Regions from separate parts of the Anas platyrhynchos genome. Here region 2 is linked to region 1. Evidence: chromatin contacts called from public Hi-C data. All regions are on one chromosome and are shown on one strand. The core of a region is the stretch at or near the end of the contact, and the rest is flanking DNA. Distances in the headings are between cores, read along the strand shown.

Evidence for each region. A called contact is a pair of places that touch in the nucleus more often than the background predicts.
Region 2: a contact with region 1 is called in a Hi-C map of skeletal muscle, with 4 times the contacts expected there. The contact joins the promoter of BHLHE23 here to the enhancer-like site in region 1. A contact is called at or near these places in 2 of 8 Hi-C or Micro-C datasets (skeletal muscle and subcutaneous adipose tissue).

The regions. Positions count from the first base shown.
Region 1 is chr21:15,785,537-15,788,236 of IASCAAS_PekinDuck_T2T, forward strand. The region is part of intron 4 of LOC101792730 (death-inducer obliterator 1); the gene reads right to left. Among named protein-coding and RNA genes, the nearest start is that of GID8, 12 kb to the right of the region's middle. Within about 2 kb of position 1,290, at least 7 of the 8 cell types and tissues checked have an H3K27ac peak or open chromatin away from gene starts, as enhancers often do. A contact at or near this core is called in subcutaneous adipose tissue, where this site is marked.
Region 2 is chr21:15,867,715-15,870,414 of IASCAAS_PekinDuck_T2T, forward strand. It overlaps BHLHE23 (basic helix-loop-helix family member e23), which reads right to left and starts at 1,293. Exons shown (of 4, transcript XR_011804484.1): 1 at 521-1,293.

The sequences.
Region 1 (2,700 bases), core at 40-2,539:
TCCCCACTTCATTTGCTCTAAAGAGGTAATAATCATTCAGTGGGTCCACAGACCGCATAAAGATCCTGGCTTTTTCAGAACTTATCATTTAATTGCATGATGAACTTCCTATGTCAATTAACTAGGAAGACCTCGCTCTAAAAAAGGATATTGAAAGTCAGCTTAGTAATAATACCTTTAACATGAACTAAAAGCAACCAAAAGCAGTAGCCTCATTTCTCCTTCATCCAAGGATTTGCGCACAAGCAAAAACCCATGTCAAAATTCTGTGCAAATTCTTCAGGTACAGCTTTTTTTTTTTTTGAGGATTTTTATGAGAAAATAGTGATCTTTTTCTTCTCATTACTGCTAATCCTCATGATAGCTACAGTTAGAAGGCAAAATATATTGCACCTTATTCCATGTTTTTGGATGTGAGTGGTTTAACATCTTTAACACTCAGACAAAATGCTGCAATTTGCCCAGGTTCTCATGTCTAACAATTTACAGGCTACAGAAGCACCTTGCATGAATACTTCAGCCAAAGGATTGGAATACCTGGCACCTATTAGTTCTCTCATCCCCCAACTTGCCTTAAAGAAAGTTTTATCTGACTTTAAGAGATCTCAAACAACACACCCCTATGCAAGCAATGAAAGCAGGACTCACTGCATACTCAAGACTCACCACTGACATTAGTACCTCCTGGAGGAGCTGATTTGGTCAGCGCTGTTAGCTAATAGAGGGGGGAGCTTCCTTCCACTGTAACAGGAAAAAAAAATTCTTTGTTTTGGTAAGTGGACTTAAGGTCCAGTTAATGTTTCAGATACATTAGGGATATTCAGTGGCCGGGGTCCGAAGACAGGCCAGAAACCTCAAACAATCAGAAGAACCAATACAAGGTTCAGCAGCTTTCTAAAAACCAAGTTAGTAAGAAGACAAGAGAGTACTTGCACCTGGAAAGAAATTCAAAGCTTAATAAAGGTCTTACAATAATTAAAATCTGTTAAACACTGTAGTTCATCAGTGACCAGTTTCAACTCCACATCCTGACACAAAACTAGTGTGGGCCATGATTTTAAAAATTAGCTTCAGCTAGAATGACTTGGAACTGGCCTTTGATTATATTTGTTTCTTCAGAATTAGACGGCATTACATGCAAGGCATTTGGCTAGAACCAAAGAGCAAAATACTGGGTTTCTTAAATATCTAAGGATGCTATGGAATGGATAGAAAACATCCTCCCCAGAATGATGTAACAGTGCTTCCAACCACAGTTGAAGCTGTTTACTCATTCTACTCCCTGTAAAATTGGCACAGATCTTGCCAAGGCCTCCTTTAAGCACTGAAAAATTCCTGTGAAGTGAGTGTGTCAGCATCACATGACAAAAATTTGATAAAGAACTCCACTAAGGACAACATTTATGATGCAAGTGAAAAAAAATGTTGGTATGGCTCAGTTGATGCTGCTCCTAGCTAGAAGACTGATCCCATTAGAAAATGATTTTTGCATCCCCATTTGTCAAAGATGACATCTGGGAAAGCAGCGCTCTTTCTACTTCACAGCAACAGAAATAATCCCTTGTATCAGCAAGCATCACAAAAGCAGCTCAGAGGAAGTCAGTAGGGCAAAACCTACTTTGTACATAAACGAACAGTTTCATTCAGACCATGGGCAAAAGGTACAATCCTTTGACCCTTAGAGCAGCAGGAAGTAAGTTCTGCACTAGCACTGGTAAAAGCCACGTAGGCACAAGGCTGCAGCAGTCCCTTCCATCGGCTCTGTCAGCAAAGATGCAGGAGCAGACTACTTAAATGAGAAGCAACAGAAAGCAGATCATGCAACTGAGACGTGTCCCCACTCCTCTGAGGAGGGACTGCTTGGTCCAAGCCTATCTCAAGGCTGGCACAGAGTCCCTGATGTTTACAGGTGTACATCAACATGCACAACCTGACAAGAGTCACATCCACGCTAAGAGAGCTCAGACTGTACAGGGCACCAATTTCCTCCAGAAGTTCAACTGCTATATGGTCTGTTTATTGTCATATAAAATGTAACCACCGCTTACAGATCCTGCTTACAGTAGCTTCCCTTCTGAAAGGAGGAAATCACCTTTCAAAGTGAAAGGGGCATGTTATGACAGAAGGGATACAATGAGGGCAAAGAGTAAGAAAAACAGCAGTCAGAAGGCTTAAGTCCAGATGTGGAGAAACTGATGTGAGCTCAACCCCCCACCCCCAACTGATTTACTATTTGTTTTACTTCTCTAGACACCGTAGTTCAAGGTGAAACTCCAGACATCCCTGGTAAATACATTTTATGCCAGTAAAAACTTTACATTTGAAGGATCACGTTAAAAACACAATTTGCATAACATTTCAGTGTTTTGCTGATTATTAGACCTAAGGGTATAAAAACCAAGCAGAGACAATGCTGCAACAACTGCAGCACTTATCTGTAAATGCCTTGCTGGCTAGTTAAGCCCTAAATTAGTTGTAAGACCGTAACAAGCCTACCACCTTATGAAACCACAGTACTAACAACTTCAAAGTCGCAGCGAAGAGCCAATACATTATTTCCCATTAAAAAACTAACACATTAATATGCTTTGCAGTTTCAGTGATGCCAATTCAGTAACATGTAACTCAGTGATACAGCCCTGCTCCTCAGAAATACCCCATCCCAATTTAACGATTGTCTACTCTTTGTTAAGACTGCAT
Region 2 (2,700 bases), core at 43-2,542, 82 kb after region 1:
GCTACAAATGAAGCCCCTCGTTTACGTGTGGCTCTGAAACATTGCATAGTTTCGGGGCTGGGTTTTCTTTCTTTCCTTTTAAGCTGTTTTCAACCCAGATCAATCAGTCCAAAGACAACTCAATGAGGTTTCCACTTCCAGATCTCTCTCTCTCTCTCCCCTTCCCTGTGCTTCTATAGTTTAAAAACTGCTCAAGAACTTTGCAGGTCAGAGCAGGCAGAAGAGAAACGCCACGCTCACAGTCCGCTAACGGGCTGGGAGGGAAACGACTACCAATGGAGTTGCACAGGGGGGAAGAAACTAAAAGTTAACAGTGGGTGTGTTTTGGGTCCAAGCATCTCCGAACGAGGTATGAGGGGGTGATTTAAGAAAAACGAACAAACAGAAAACCCAGACTTAACTGATGGCAGGAAGCCGGGGCTGGTGGCAAGCGGAAAGAAAGGTGCAGAGGAGAAAAAAAAAAGAAATAAAAATAAACCCGAGAAGCCCAAAGAAGGCAGAAGTCAAGGCTTGTCGTTACAGTGTTTGCAGAGGGTGGAGGCGGCTCCCGTGAAGGCAGTGCATTTCTCGGGGCAGCCAGGCAAGGCCGTGCCAGTGAAGGGGTAGACGGCCGACTGTCCGAAGGGGCTGAGGGTGGCGGGCAGCGGGGCGCCCAGCGCTTGGCCCTGGTTCAGGTAGGCCACCAGCCTCCGCATCTCCTCCAGAGCCTGCGCCTGCATGAGGATGTAGTTCTTGGCCAGCAGCAGGGTGGCGATTTTGGACAGTTTGCGCACCGAGGGGCTGTGGGCGTAGGGGATGACGGAGCGCAGGCCGTCCAAGGCGTCGTTGAGGTCGTGCATCCGCCGCCGCTCCCGGGCGTTGATGCTGAGGCGCAGCGAGCGCTGCTCCTTGGGTTTCTTGCCCAGGGCGGCCCCTTTCAGCTTGCCCTCTCGCTCCAAGGCCTCGCCGCCCTTCGCCCCGGCCTCGAAGGCATCCTCCTCGTCGCCGCTCTGCTCGCCGCTGCTCTCCGCCGCCTTGCCCAGCGCCCCGGGGTGGTGGAAAGCCGCCCCGCCGCCCCCCGACAAGGCTCCTCGAGGGCTCTGGGCGCCGCCGTAGGTGAAAGGCGAAGGGGCATAACCCGGGGCCAGCGCCAGGTAAGCCTCGCCGGCCAGAGACTTGAGCTCGGCCATCCTGCCCCCCCGGCGCTGAGGGAGGAGGATGATGATGATGAGGATGGTGACGATGAAGAGCAGGACGCGGCCCCGCCGCTCCCCTCCGCGCCGCTCCGCGCCGGGGGCGGGCTATGAGGCGGCCGCGGCTCCGCCGCCGCTTATATAGCGGAGAGCGGCCCGGCGCGAGGCCCCGCTGTCCAATCAGAGGGCAGAAAGGGGCGGCGGGAACGGCCCCGCGCCGGCCGAGGCCCCGCCCTCGTCCCCGCCGCCTGAGGAAGGCGCTGAGGGGAGCGGGGTGGGGGGGGGCAGCGCGGCCGTGAGGAGGGGGCTGCAGGGCTGTGGGGTAGGGGGACTGGTGGTCCCCTTCGGGTAGAGGGGAGATCCGGGAGTGCCGGGGTAAAGTCTGGTCACTGGTGTGCTCTGTCTGGGTCTGCTGTCCCGGAACCATGCTCCTGTCCCACCACCACACTCCTGTCCTGCCATGATGCTCCTGTCCTGTCACGATGCTCTGGTCCCATCATGATACTCCTGACCATCACCACACTCCTGTCCTGTCATGATGTCCTCTCTTACAGGATCTTTTAAAAACTCTAAATTTCCCTTTCTAAAATGAAGAAGAAAAGGTGACTGTTGAGCTGGTGCTTCATCCTTCCTCGCACCGGGACACTAGCTGGAACCCCTTTCTGTCATACAGGGTTTTTCAGAAAGCGAGGATGTCAAGGTTGGCTTTCCGTCAGAGTTTGCTGAACCCAGTGCAAGGGGGGCAGATCAATGGTTTGTGCAATTCCCCAAGTCTGGTCTCATTTGGAGACTATGCAGGAGTCTGTCTTATTGTGGAAATGGCCACCACACCCTAGCCCTTGTTAGCACCAAAACAAATAAAGAATTGATTAGAGAACATACATACATACATATCTATGTATATCTATGTATATATATATATTTGAGAGGGAGAGAGCTTTCTAGTATCAACTGGAGAAGTGAGCACTTCCCCATCCCCACACCTGGGACCACCAGTCACTAAATGGTACATATTGCAATGGGAGGCAAAGTCATGCAAGGTCTTGACAGCTTGTGGGCATGGCTTGCTGGCCTGGTCGCTCTGATTTAGGTGAGGATGACAGTGGAGGCACCTGTTGTGATGAGAGATTTCCAAGACAAAGGCCCCGTCTATTTCCATTTCCTTCAAAGGCTCACTGTGCTCCTCCATTCCATGTACCAGGAAAAGAAATGTGATCCTTCCTGACTCAGTCTGACTCTGAAGGGACTCTCTGTCCTTCCCAGTTGTACCAGTAACTGAGTGGTAAGCTCAGAAAGGAAACAAATCTATTTTTTCATAACCATTTTGGTAGCATAGTGGCCTGCAGTGAGAGAAATCATGGCTGGGGGGGAATCCTTATGTTACAACAAAACCAGGTCCCAGTGTCAGGATTTTTTTCTAGGCTTCTGAGACTGCTTGGTTGCACTGAGTTTTGGTGTGCAGGCACTATAAGAGCACCCCAGTCTTATTGCAAGCATGCCACGTGTCTGGTCCAGGCCCCTCAGGTAC